Regions from separate parts of the Mus musculus genome. Here region 2 is linked to region 1. The links are chromatin contacts, called in public promoter capture Hi-C maps. All regions are on one chromosome and are shown on one strand. The core of a region is the stretch at or near the end of the contact, and the rest is flanking DNA. Distances in the headings are between cores, read along the strand shown.

Region 1 (7,331 bases), core at 3,758-6,257:
ACTAGGCATGTGACCTCAAGGCAAGTCACTTCCACATCTGGAAAGAGGACAGTGGTGAGAATCTGTTGTGACATGTGCTTGGTGCATTCACTAGCCCTGTCCTCTGGCAGGGCCTCCCTGTGTCTCAGTTCCGAACCTCAACACTGCACCTGAGTAAGTCCAAAGGTGGAGCCCTCAAGGTCTGCAGAGAGCCCCCCACCCGCATTAAGTGGGGGCTGGAGGGCGCTGAACTTTCGAACCCACAAACCCCCCGCGCCGTTCATTACCTTAACGCGAGTTAAAAATAACCGTCTCATCTCTTTAAATTAGTCTGTCTGCAATTACCGCCTGGCACGGCGCTGCCCGCCATCGTCCCGCTGGAGCGGCGCCAGGTGGCAGGCGGGGCCCTCACCCTGTCTGTCGGTCTGTCTGCTGCCTCTCGGCTCCCCTTCCCCCCGCGGCGCGGCAACCCCGGAGGCCCTCAGCAGCCCCGCCTCGAGAGCTCCCCAACTTGTGCAGGGTGGGGGCCTGGGTCGCATAGGGCCGGTCTAGGGGCGCCGAGAATTGGGGAGGGGGCTCCGGGCACGCCGTCGGGGGAGGGGCGCTGGGAGGCCCGGGAAGCCGGAAGGGCCCGCAGCGCGCCAGCGCTCGTGGGTGGGTGTGAGCAGGTGGCCGTGGGAGTCTGCCGGGCGTGCCAGCAACTGTGCCAGGAGCGGCTGGCACGGGCTCGTGCCCAGGAGGCGGGCAGCTGCCAGCCCCTCGCTCGTGCAGTGAGGGGGGTGAGGACACCCCCCCAATCGGGGCTCACACCGCCTCCTCCCGCACCCCCACAAGCTCTTGGGGTTGGGGATCCCCGAGGACAAAGGAGGGGGAAGGCGCCCTGGTGGAGCGGGCTGGGGGGGAGGGGGCGCTACTCTCCCAACCGCTGTTCAGAGCCAAGAGCAGGACCCTGCTGCTGGCTCTGGGATCAGCCCCTCATTCAAGCCCCCTCCCCACCTGGAACTTACAGGGCCAGGCCTGGGCCAGATGGGGCTAGCACCCGCCTCCTGATTCCACCCCTCTCAGCAGCTAAGCTGCTCCAGCCCTTGAGGGAGAGGGGAAGTCCCCATCCACTGGGCTCCACCCCTCTGGGCCTAGGGACAGAAATGGGAGGCGCCCAGGCCTGGCCTGGGAGCTCCCCAAGGACTGGCAGCCAGGAAACACAAAAGGAGTTGAACAACTCCAGAGGCGTTCAGTGGAAGGAACAGCAGGACAGTGCAGCCAGGAAGACTTCCCGTAAGAGGCCAAGGCCAAAGGAACATGGGATTTATGGAGAAGCTGAGAGGGAAAGAAAGGGAGGGTCTACTGTGGGAGCCACAACTCCAGGGCCACAACTCTAGGGCCACTACACTCCTTGCCAAGCCCTGAGCCCAGGCTTGATACTCTCTGTCCCCAGGGGGAATGGCACTAGCCCTTATGGTACAACCACAGATAGTCCCAACTCTCCAGGCCTCTGTCTGGTTTGGGTGGCCTGAGTCTGTCTGTCCTCTGCAGCACTGGGACCCCCTCTCCTCATTACAGATGGAACTTTAGGACAAAGGCCCAGTACATCAGCTTTTCTCTTCCCTTCCTTTCTGAAGGTGACCACTCCACCTTTGCAGGATCACTTCCGGTCAGCCCAAGAGCCCTAGGTTCTAGTTTGCAACTGCATGCACCCCCAAATCCAGCAGGCACAGTTCCTCCTCTCTGCTTTTGAACGTGCAGTTTCTTCACCCCATCACAAAACTATCTCCCTAATTTTCCCTAACCAAGAAGACACCCCCAGATCAAAGCCAACCCCTCCGTGAGAGAACATCGGACTCCCCAGAATATGGAACTCACTTTCCCCAGCCCTTTGCCCCACCCACCAGCCTTTCCCATCTCAAAAAAAAAAAAACAGGGTCTGAATGTGGAAGCTGCTCAGAGCAATGCATCCTGAAGGTGGGGCCAAGAACTTTGGTCCCCGTAAGGAGTCATAGCACCCTCTGACCCCCATGGGATTGAGGTATGGTACCATTCAGGCTTTCAAGGGCAACACTTTTGTGGGGGATGAAATGGATGAAGGAATAATGGATGCCTGGTCCTGGCACCTGAGGTGTTCCCAGCCTTGGTCAAGCTGAGATTGAGAGCTGGAGATAGCTCCTCCTCCAGGCTTCTGAAGGAATTGACTGGGAGTGCCAGAAGGGGTTCAAGGGCAGTAAGTTCCAGGAATGAGAGAGAATGGAGGCACCCTGGGGGAACAGGAGTGTAAAAGGGGACACCCAATGATGAGACAGGTTGAATTAGATCCCCTCCAGTGTCTGGGTGGTTTCTTGCCAGGACCAAAAGTAAAAGCAAAGCTTGGGGCTGCTCACCCAGTGCTCCAGTCCAGGACTGGGAATGAGGTACAGGGAGGACCAGCATGCCCCTAACAGTATGGTGCGGTGGGAACTGCAGTCAATGGGCAGATAGATTCGGGTCCTTATCCAGGGCTTACTGCTTGCTGACACTCTCAGGGGAGAGTCCTATTACCTCCCCAGGCCTCAGTCTCACAGTCTGAGAAATGAACTCATGGGGCTCAATTATCTCTAAGCACGCTGCCATCATATCCTATGTTTTATGTCGGCCTCTGTTCAACACCAGCAGCAGCTTCCTCTCGCCAGGGCTAGCCAGGCATGTTCCAGAGGCTTGCTGGGACCGGGAGAGGTGGGTGACATACCTTGGTTGGAGTAGAACCTTAGGCAGTTAATTGACTCTCGTCCTCTGGGCCTCAGAGACCACCCCTATGAATGGTTATAGTAAAACCCAGCTCAGGGACTACTGAGAGCTTTAAAGATATGGGAAGAGTCTGGCACAGAGCTCGGCCCCAACATGCTTGCTCAGAACTGCAGCTGCCTCCAGGCTTCTAGCTTCAAATCCCTGCTTCCTATCTTTCCCCAGTCTCCTTCATCCATCCAAACCTGCTGGAGCTCTGCCTCTTACAGGAAGCCCTCCTGATCTGCTCAGGTCCTGGCACTCTTCGCCAATCCACAGTCTCTTTTACCATCTACCCATCTCTTTACTCTCAGCATGCATACACTGGTGGCTTCTTGGGCCAGACTCTCTGTAAGGTGCCATGGGGACAGAAGAGTCCTAACACTGACACCGTCGTTCAAAAGTAAAGGAGGGAGGGAGGGAGCAGGAGGTAGGGCACACATGATTGACTCATGATGCATGCCTTAGGGCCAGGAAAAAAAAAGGTGGGTAGGTGGGAGTCCTGAGCTAGCTAACAAGTGTTAGGGAAGGCTTCTTGGAGGAGGCACTGGGACCCTGTGCCCTGAGGAGAGTGACTACATCTCTGGGAAGGAGTGGAAGGAAGGTGGACACAGCAGACAAGAAGCAGAGCAAGCCCAAGAGCAGGGCACACTTGAGAGAAAGTTGTATTCTGGTGGGAACTGAGATGTAGGGGACTGGAAAATGGAGGGGATGAGACTCAGGTCTACTTCTGTGTCTTGTGTTCCTGCCCCATAATGGTCAAGGAGAGCCAAAGAAGATGCCAGTGTACAGGAATCCCAAGAGCCGGGGGCTCCCAGATCAGGACTCCCAAGTGCATCTAGATCTGGCCATGGCTGCTGCCCCTCTCCTCAGATCTTGCTGCCAATCAACACCCCAAACAGCCTCATCTCTGGTCACAGACATGTCTTCCTCACAGTGACTACCTCTCCCACAAGAGGTCCCCTCATGCCTTTTCACCCCCAAGTGCATAGGCTAGCCCCATTTCCCAACAAGATGGACAGAGGAGGAGCTGGATCTAGAAGCTACAATCCAGTAAAGCCCCCATCCAAGTCTTCTCCCAAGATGGCTCTCCCCTTTCCACTGCCTGCCACTGAGGTCTCTCTAGGGGTGCCCCACTCCTTAAGTGCATCTGAGCCCAGAAAGCCAGGGAAGTGAGAGATAAGTTGCCCGAGTGGGTAGAAATAGACCCCCCCCCCAGACCTCAACACCATTCCCACAAGTCCCAGCAGGGAGCCTAAAGCACCTCCCCCACCCCATGCTGTACCAGGGAAGGGGCTGACAACTGCCCCATGAAGAACTCATCTCCGGTGGTCTGCCATGCTTTTCACCCCGACTAGGCTCCAGGATGAACTCTCAACACTATAGAAAGAATTGCATGGGGTTGGGGGGGGGGGAGGCTTGATCTGTTAGCACTCTTCACCATGGGGCCAGTGTCAGGAAGGCCAGGGAAGATTTGAGAGGGAAAGCAGACAGGAGCCCCGGGTCATGACTCCAGCTCTTTAAAGCAAGTACCCTGGTGGAGAGGGTAAAACAAGTCACACAAAACAAAGGGGGCTCCCTACTGTCCGTGGTCTGGAAATGAGTTATGCTATTATACGCTCAATGACAGGCCAGGGATAATCCTCTGGGATGCCTCAAAAAGGTATCCCCTGTCACCCTACCAGACCTCCAATCCCGCGCATCCTTCCTAGGGGACATGAATGAATACAGCTGCTGCCAGCATGCCCCCGCCTGTCAACTGACCTGCCCCACGCCCTGGGCGCGCACTCCATGACCCCTAGGGGTGTTCCAGAGCCCCCCTCCCTGTAGCCTGCCCGGAGCCCGGATGCCCCACCTTCCAGCCGGCCGAGCTGTTGCTGTCGCCTTTATCCTTGAAGTAGGGCACGTAGCGGACCATCCAGTCGTAGATCTGCGAGAGCGTGAGTCTCTTGTCCGGGGCGCTCTCGATGGCTTTGGTGATGAGGTCGGCGTAGGAAAGGTTCCCCCACGCGTTCCGTCGGGAGCTCTTCGCTTTCCGCAAGGGTCCGACCTCTGCGCCCAGCGGAGGCGCTGGGGCCATCGCTGGGGCCGTCGCCCTGCGTTCCGGCCCGCAGTCCTCGGAACCCTCGGCTACTCCTGCACCCAGCGCCCCGTCCTCGTCGCCGGCCAAGTCCGGCTGCGGCAGAGGCCAGGTACACGAGCGCGGCCGGCTCTGCGGCGCGAAGTCCGGGTCCACGTCCACCTGATGCGCTCGCAGCTTCGCAGCCATGGTCCCGCCCGGCTCGGGCGAGGCAGGGAGGGAGGCTCCGCGGAGGGTGGGCGCGCGGCTCTGGGATCTGCGCGCCCCGGGGAGGCCCGCGGGAGGGGTCCCTGGCGGCGCCGGCTCAACCGCGGGGCGCCATGGGCCGGGGAGCGGAGGCAGGAGGCTGGACAAACTGGCGAGCACGGAGGGAGGCAAAGACCCAGGCAGTGAGGGGGCGGCGGCCCGGGAGCCCAGCGGGCACACACCTCGCCCAGCCCAGCTTCTAGCACCTGCCGCCTGTCTGTGCCCGCAGCCACCACCGCCACCGCCGCTGCCGCCGCTCCGCGGGCGCCGGTCCCGCGCGCGGGCCCCGCTCTCCCGGGACGAGGCTGGCTTGCACCATGCCGGAGCCCGAGCCCGTGCCAGAGCCCGCGCCGCCGCCGCCCCGTGAATGCCGCCGCCGCTCCGGCTCCAGCGCCAGCTCCCGCGCCTGCCGCGCTCAGCGCCGGCTGCACCTCGGGATGGGCGGGGGACGGGGACGGGGCGGACCCGGAGCAAAAGGAGGCGGGGCGTGCTCGCCCAGGGCCGCGGAATCCTTGCTTACTGGGTGCCCCGCCTGCTGACTGTGGGGGGCGTGGAGCTCCCGCTAAGGGCGACCCCGCCGAAGCCCCGCACGCCACAGCGCCCCCTAGGGAGCAGGCGAGAAACGTCTGGCGCGGCCCCGCCCCCTGCCGGGCTCGGGGAGGGCAACGTAGGGGCGGATCCCGAGTGCTTCCATTGGTGCACAGCGGGGCTGCCCCGCCCACAACCTTCAAAGGATTCCTCCCAGGAGCGCGTCAGCAGGTTATTGTTACAACCCGGGGTTTCCCGGGGCAACAGAAATGGGGCGGGGCTCGGAACACTGGTCCCTCCCCGCTTCTACCATCCCCAGAAATGCCCCGCCCTCCTCTTCTGGACCCTTGACGTTTCCAAGTCTTCCTTCCAACAGCCAGACTAAGGGTTGATCTAACTCTCGTCTCTTTGTGCCATGGACCAGTCTAGGGAAAAGAAATGGTTTGATAATTCCTGGATTGTAGGCCAGGCGTTATACCACAACCCTACCTGTTCTCTGTGCAAATGGGGCTTCCTGGGCTTTTACTGTGCTTGCAAGCACAATTTTAGAGCATTGGTTCTCAAAGTTCAGTGTGTGGTAGGTTTTATCCTACAGAGGATTAAAACAGATGCCTGAACCCCGACCGTCGAGTGTCTGGCGGCAGGTCTGTGCTGGGGCCGAGACTTCACATTTCTAGCAAGCTGACAGGCACTAGGGACCTCACTTTAGGTACCACTGTCTTCCAGGCTGTGGAAGGTTCCCAAAGGGGCTGTTGAAACAAGTGCTCACCCCCAAAGTTAAGAACGGTTGGGGAGGAACTCACTCGTTTAATGGGTATATATTGAACATTTTCATTGTTCCTGTCTTCTTTCAGGGCTCTATGGTAAGAGCAGCAAATGGAGACAAATGAGGTCCCTACTGTATAGACTAGTAGAGGACTCAGATGTTAATCCCATCGTCACGTGACCTCAAAGGGAGCAGCTCCTAAGAGGTTATGCAGTCCATTACCTCATCCCAAAGGGTCCGGGAGGCTAAGTCTCCAGTCACCACTCCATCTGCCAGCCTATGCTCAGGCTATGCCGTATGCCTACAAACATTCCCAGCTGTGAGGCCTCCACCAAAACTCAGCTTAAACATCAGTCTAACCCTGGCACTTCTTCTAACTCAAACCCCCTCACATGCCTGACTATTCCCTGCTTGCCCAGATGCTTGCTGCCCTGCCAGCAAACCTTCATGTCCCTTTGGCACAGTCTCCTGTTTTGCTGATCAGGAAACTGAGGTCCAGAGTGGGGGAAGCAACCTACCAAAATTAACATGTCCAACACTAGAGTTTCCAAGTCTTAACCTCCTCCTGGCCAGTACCTGCTTCCTAAAGGGACTAGGGAGGTGGAGTTCTCTGGGCAGTAGAAGAGCTGTATTCTCACTAAGGGAAACAGCCTCCTCTTTAAAAACTTCCTTTCCTCAGATTGAAGCCCAGGGAGAGGATAGAAGTAAGTGAAAGCAGGTAGGGCTTTGATTGACAGGCTGGAGCTCTCCCAGGGGATGGGGGATGGAGCAAGCCCATTTTGCAGATGATTAACATCAGCCTGAGTCACGTCCCAAAGGCAGGGGTGGGTATGGGAACTATGTGCTACCCCCTTACATATACACATGCTCCAGGTGGTTCTGTTTAGAACCATCCAGGGCTGAAATCACTGCTGGCCCCTTCCCACAGTTCATAGATGCCCTTCTTGCCTGGGGAGTCAACACTGGCTCTACTTCTTGAGT
Region 2 (7,052 bases), core at 909-3,408, 2.9 Mb after region 1:
GTTCCTTGAAGACTGGGAAGATGGACTTATTATCATAAGTAGCCAAGGAAAGCAGGGGCATCAAGCGAAAGAATGGCTACCAACTTTCTTCTCTGGGACATCCATTGAACGGCAGAAAGAACCCCGTGGGAAACTGAGCTAACTTACATTTCCAGGACCCCAGCCCCGCTGCAGGGAGTAATCACCCCACTTCTCAACCATTCAGCCTTTAAAAAGAGAAAGTCATGGAAATCGGGAGAGAGCCACAATAGCCAGGGCTTACGGAGCTGTGACCAGAGGCAGCACCCTCGGGGCAAGGCTTCACTCACGGGGTCCTCTGTCCGTCCGTTCGTCCCCATATTCTACCTGGTGGTCACCTCAGTTGGCTCACAAAGACTTCTCTGCTCACATCCCTCTGTTTGAGGTGGAGTTTGACCACTCTGCAGGGGCTCATTTAGGTGGACGTCTAACACTTCATAACACCCACTGTCTTGCCTGAGGCTGACACCCAACCCCACATTCTAAAGAAAGGGAAATTTGACTTTCCCAGGTCATCCTTTCAAGCCAGCCACACAGATCCAAATTGCTGGGGATGGATTCCCTTTTATGTAAGCAAATCTCTCTCTCTCTCTCTCTCTCTCTCTCTCTCTCTCTCTCTCTCTCTCTCTCTCATACACACACACACACACCCCAATCCATCCAAATCTGGAAACATCTGAACTTACTTTACCAATCTTATTATTTTTTAACTTCCCCTCTCATTTACCCAAATCTACGCTACTGCTTTTCCAGTGGAGATATCTCTGTTCACTCCAGATAAAGGGTGGTACCCAAAGGCTCGGCTTACTGAGCTGGTGAGTTCACTGGGGTTACTAACATGTGTGTGGGTGAGGGTTATTTACAGGAATCTGAGCAACTCTGGAAACTGCATCACCAAAAAGCCCAGCACGGGTGCTGACTCAGGAAAACTGAAACACTGGAGTTCCCTGTGTGACCTGAGGGCAGCTACACCACCAAAGGTGCCCTTCCTCTCCCAACAGCGGGTAACTTTGATATCTGTATAACTAGGCAGGGACCCCAAATCTTTAGAATTCTCTAGGCTCCCCGAATCTTTTGAGTTTCTTGGGCCTCAGAGCCTCCCAGGAGGGAGTGTTTCGATCAGGAGGAAATAACTACAGTACAAAGTTTACTTGGTTCCTTCTAGACATGGTGGAGGCTGGACAGAGCTCCACTCTGTCCCAGGGGTCTCAGGCAAAGGAACCTCACCACCACCACCACCACCACCACCACCACCACCACCACCACCACCACCACCCGTCAGCTAAACCAATGTTTTTCAGGCATCTCCAATCCATGTCGGAGAGATGGCTCTGCCTTGAGGCAGATAATTCAGAGCTCTGCACCAGCGTGAAAAATACCCTGAAATTCCAAAATGCTAGGCTAAAATCCTTTGGGTTCTAGACTCCATTCCTCCCTTCCTTTCCTCACAACTGTAACCATCTCAAGTTCAGCGCGCGGGACTTGAAAATGCACGCCCCCTGCTGGCCAACAGGGGAGCCGACATGAATCCAGTCCCTTGGAATCACTCTTGACTGTGTCGCCCATTAGGCGAGCATAACATCGCCTTAGATTCAAGAGCCCCTTCGCCTGTGTAAGAACTGTGTCCCACACTTTCCCCTACACGCAATGAGGCTTCCTGTTCATGAACCAGGCTGTCCATCCAACACTTCCCTGGGTCCAAGGATAGACTGGAATGTGGAGAAAGGCGACGGATCACGCAGGGTCCAATGCTGGCATCTGATAGGGGTAGGAGACCTGTTAGTTTGGAGGAGCGCTTACTATTCATTTTCTGGTTTGGGCATTATCGTGTTAGGAGGGGAAAATGTTAGGCTTCCTCCTCTCTCGGTGCCCTTGAACTTCATCCCCGCAACCCCGAAGCCGCAGTACTCCACAAGCCTGGCTCCACTCGGCCTGCTCCAGAAAGCAGACTGCACCTGCTCCCCATTTGCTTCAGACCCGGGTCGGTCGAGGAATCAGAGTTCCCCTAAATGCCAAGAGGGCGGCTCGGACCTGACGGTCCCCCCCACCCCCCACCCCCGGCGGGCGGGGCAGGCTCACTCGCACTCCCTCCCGGCCCTGCCCGCCTGCCTCTCCCACCCGGGACGCGCCTCCCTCCCTCAGCCCGGTGCCGAGAGCTCCGCGTCTCCACTGCTGTCTTCTCCCGCCGGGCCGGATAGAATCCGAGTCGGAGCATGGAACCAGGGCAGCCCCGGGAGGCCCGCGAACCCGGGCCAGGGGCAGAGACCGCCGCGGTACCGCGCTGGGAGGAAGCCAAGACTTTCTATGACAACCTCTCGTCCAAGAAGAAACCCAAATCGGTAAAAGTAGGGCTTGGATTTGGGGGGACACGGGAAGGGCCATTTCTAGGGACGGGTCTCAAGCCCTTTGGAAAGGGCCTCGTGGAACCCCTCCCGAAGGTGACAAGGCTCCTCCGCCCCAGAATGTGCCCAGCAGTTGGCTGGGGCTCCAGTTTATTTTGGGAGCTCTGCTATAGTGGCAGTGCCTCCGCACCCCCTCCCCCCAATCCCGGGCTCAGGTTCTACTCCAGAATACCCCTCCCCCATGCTGTCATCAGGGGCCTATCCCCTCCGGCGCTGGCAACCTGAACGCGCGGACTGCACTTGTTGGCAGAGCTGGTCAGCAACCCGGGAGCAGCGCCCTGGGCTCCGTAACTCCTAACTCGACTCTGGGAACCCGGTTGCTCGCTGGGCTCTCAGGTCTCCTCCATCTGTGCAGTCAGTTCAGCTTCCTGGCCCAAGCCTCGGCGTTTGGGCTCTAACTGAATACCCAGACCCCGGGGGATCAGGTCACTCTCCCTGCATCTTAAAGGAACGATTACTTGCTCTAGGCTCAGGGCTTTGCTCCCAGGCTCTGGAGCTCCCAGCGCTGGGCTTTGCACCTTAGACATTGCTTCTGATCTCAGTGGTGGCATCAACCATTTGCAACTTCACACAGAGGCAAGCATTCCTCTTCCTCTGTTAGGAAAGTTCATGATACCTTAGCGTTGTTCACGCCTCTCCGCCTTAGACCCAGGAACTTGGGCAAGGGATTGAGAATAGAAAGGGACCCAAAGGCGTTACACAAGGACTTCCAGTCCGACCTTAAAGCATTCCACTGCTTCACTACAACGACTTTACCCAGGAGGCTACCCCATCCACAGTCACCTCTAGGCCTTGGCTCATCCTGGTGACAGAGATATTAAGTGTGGTCTGCCTGTCTCAGGAGTTTGGAGTGTGACCACGGAGGCTCTAGAGATGGTGGATTCTCAGGTAAAAGATCCTACATGCTGTGGGAGCACTGGGGGGGAGGGGGTGACTGCCACTGAGAAGGCTTTGGGATAATGACTTTTGAGCTGATCTTAAAGCTTCAGTGGGTGGGATCTCCTGGGAGGGTGGGAGGGGCAGAGGAGTGAGTGAAAAGCAAGAAGCTGTCTTTGAAGCTCAAGAACTTGTTCAGAATTCACACTTAGACATGCAGGATCATTGGGGAAAGTGTTACAAGGACTCAAAAGGCTCCCAGGCAAGGGACCCCTCTGACTGAGTACCTTGTGAAAGGGCCAGAACCTTATTTAACGGGGCTGAGGCTTTCACGCTGGGTTCTGTGGAACCCTGTGTCTCAAGCAGTCTTCAGACCTGTGAATCCTTTCTTTTAGAAAGAGTACTTTAAATATTTGAAAATAAAGCAGCTCTTCCCATGTTCAAGTATTTGGGGGTGCAAACTGGACTCTCTCAGAACTGTGCAGAAACATAAAAATAAATTGGCTGGATACTGAAACTTCTTGTGTCTATGGTGGCGACCTAACCCCTGCTTTCAAACATATTGTCACCTAAACTGCTGGGGTTTTCTTGTTGTTGTTTTGTTTGTATGTTTGTTTTAAGATGTATTTATTTCATGTATGTGGTTACACTGTTGCTGTCTTCAGACACACCAGAAGAGGGCGTCGGATCCCATTATAGATGGTTGTGAGCCACCATGTGGTTGCTGGGAATTGAACTCAGGACCTCCGGAAGATCAGTCAGGGCTCTTAACTACTGAGCCATCTCTCCAGTTCCCAAGGTGTTGTTTTATTGATTAGTTTTGCAACAAATGCACTCATATAGATGTATAGATATAAGAGCTGAATTGTAAAAGAGATGTATAGCAGTTATATCCTTGGTTTACACATGGCGGGGGGGGGGGGAGTTCTGCCTAAGAATTCATTTGACTAAATGGTCAACCTACCTTTAAAAATATCAGCATCATAATGGAACTGTTGCAGGATCTTTATTATTATTATTATTATTATTATTACTTATCAGGGATTAATTTGGTTCCACTTTCATTTTATGAAAATCACACTGGGCTGTTTATCGGGTGGATTGAAAAGGGCGGGTCTGGCAGCAGTCTTGCTAATGAGATAGCAAAGCTGGACAAATAATGTCTGGTCCCGGGGATGGGGAGGAGAGCCTGCTGGAAAACAGGAGAGAACCTTCATTGTTCAAAAATCCACTTCCTCCCTGAGCATCAGAGAACCAGGCCATGATCAGTCATGTCCCCCCATTGGCCTTGAACCCTGGTCTGATTAGGTGAAGTTCCCAGCTCCTGTCTTTCCTGCCATAGCCCCTCCTCCCATGGGCTATTTTGGGGGTTGTAAGCCTCATGGGCCCCATCGGGGCCTGGCCTGGCCTCATTATCATTCCCAAGAGCTTAAGTAAAATATTTAACCTAGTGAAGACCATCAGAGACCCTCATCTCTTGGGGTCAGGGGCCTTCACCCAGAGCTATCCTGTCCTCGTCTCTCCCATCCCTCCTGTGTCCTTCCAGAAATAACAGCTTCTTTGGCTACATTCCTATCTTGAGTGCAATAGACAGATTGTTGGTCTAAGTAGGAGCTCCGCAGGCAGGCCAGTGGGGCTGAGCTGCTCTCTATTCATTCTTCCACCCTCATCCCCAAGCCGTAGCGATCAGCCTAAATCCCAGAGAGCTGGCAAGATCATGGCTCCCTGCAGCTCAGTACTCCCAAGCTGAGACCCTGGTTGTTCTGACCCAATCCCTAGCCTGGAATGGACTTTCTGATTGGGGTGCACACATAACTTGGATGCTAAGAAACCTGGACAAGCACAAGAGGGTTAGTCTACAAGGGCTCAGCTTCTCCGGGCTCTGTACAGATCTAGTCACCTGTTTTTTCAGACCCACTTGGAGGCTGGACAACCAACCCCTGAAGGTTCCTGAGGCCCACCTCAATTATGTTGTAGCAGAGTGACTTGGATAGAAGACAGGATTCTGTCCTGGGAACCATCATTTTTCAAGGGAAGAGTATCCCACCATAAAACCGCAACAGTATTAGAATACAATGCTTCTTGTCATTTTAAAAAAGATTTATTTATTTATTTATCTATTTATCTATTTATTTATTTATTATATGTAAGTACACAGTAGGTGTCTTCAGACACCCCAGGAGAGAGCATCAGATCACATTATGGATGGTTGTGAGCCACCATGTAGTTGCTGGGATTTGAACTCAGGACCTTTGGAAGGGCAGTCAGTGCTCTTAACTGCTGAGCCATCTCTCCAACCTTCAGCTTGTTGTCATTTCTTCCAAACATGGGAAAGGAGGCTGGGATGTGTCCAGGCAAGTTGTTAAAGTAAAAGATGGAGGCTTCTGGGAGGATCACATCAAGGAAGCTTTACGTGGGCAGAGGCCAAACTAGAGACTTGAGATCTCACCTTGACTTTTTGTGTGAACAATAAAATACCCTGACCCTCTCTAACCCTCTTTCCTCATCTGTGAGAGGAAACTAGACACTCCAGAGGCCAAGGCAATCAAGACACTTTTCTTGCAATGGCCAGGAGTGGGATCTGAGAGTCTGATTAACCCACCCAAAGGAAACTCAAGACCAGTCAGGGCTATGGGACTGAAAGTAAAGAAGAGAAAAGTGAAGAACAAGGCTTTGATTGGCTGCATGGTCTGGAGCCAGATTCAGACCCTGCCTGAAGTGGATGGAGAAAAATGGGTTCTCTGTCTCTGCAGGAATGATAGTTCTGTCCCTAAGGTGCCCAAGTGCTGATGAGGTTGTGAAATGCCCAGCCAAGAACACACTGGCGGGGGCTGGAGAGATGGCTCAGAGATTAAGAGCACTGACTGCTCTTCCAGAGGTCCTGAGTTTAAATCCCAGCAACCACATGGTGGCTCACAACCATCAGAACAGCTACAGTGTACTCATATACATAAACACACACATACACACACACACACACTGGCACACGGGTGGTCAGAAACTGGCTAAAGCATTGGGCCACTGAGCTTCAGAAGAGGGATGCCATCTTCCACTGGCCCCACTGGTCACCTGCACCATCTAGGTTAAAGTTAAATGCCAAACATAAGCTGTGGCCAGCTACACAGCTTTGTGGAAATTTTTGTTTTTTTTTTCCATTCCTATTCTGAGAGGCTCTGAGGCTTCACTGGCCATTATCTACAGGAAACTGCTTAAATTCATTAAAACTAAATCAATTTAGAGACCAGGAGATGGCTCTGTCAGTAAAGCGCCAGGCATACAAGCACAAGGAACCTGAGTTTGGCTCTCCAGCAGCTGTATGAAAGCCATGTGTGACCGTGTGGACGATCGAGCTGGTGGCTTAGTGAGAGACCCTGCTTCAAAAAAAAAAAAAATACAGTGGAGAGTAATAGAAGACACCTGACATCCACTTTTGTGCTCCACACACAAACATGCACTCACACACACATACACCCATTCATTTTTTTTAAAGCGAGTGAAATTAGAACTCAAATCTTCATCATCACCAGTTACATCTGAAGTCACTACACAACCACAGAGCACAGTTTATAGAGCATTTCCATAAAGTCCTGTCTTCTAGAGCTGCCCAGGTCACAGAGAAGTACTGCCAATGTGTTCCTTGAACATTCATACTCTGATTTTCCAGAGATTAGGAAGGGTCCAGCAGCTGTCCTCGGTGGCATGCTCCTCTCCCCGTCTTCTAAAGGATACCAGGAATATCTGCATGGATGAGCCAGA

Evidence for each region. Promoter capture Hi-C pulls out the DNA fragments that hold promoters and counts their contacts.
Region 2: a promoter capture Hi-C map of liver shows a contact between it and region 1, with 3 times the contacts expected there. The contact joins the promoter of Nt5c1a here to the promoter of Foxo6 in region 1. A contact is called at or near these places in 2 of 39 promoter capture datasets (cranial neural crest and liver).

What each region holds. Positions count from the first base shown.
Region 1 is chr4:120,282,254-120,289,584 of GRCm38.p6, forward strand. It overlaps Foxo6 (forkhead box O6), which reads right to left and starts at 5,008. Exons shown (of 2, transcript NM_194060.1): 1 at 4,586-5,008. The coding sequence starts at 4,999.
Region 2 is chr4:123,199,327-123,206,378 of GRCm38.p6, forward strand. Nt5c1a (5'-nucleotidase, cytosolic IA) reads left to right here and starts at 2,159. Exons shown (of 6, transcript NM_001085502.2): 1 at 2,159-2,357. The coding sequence starts at 2,232.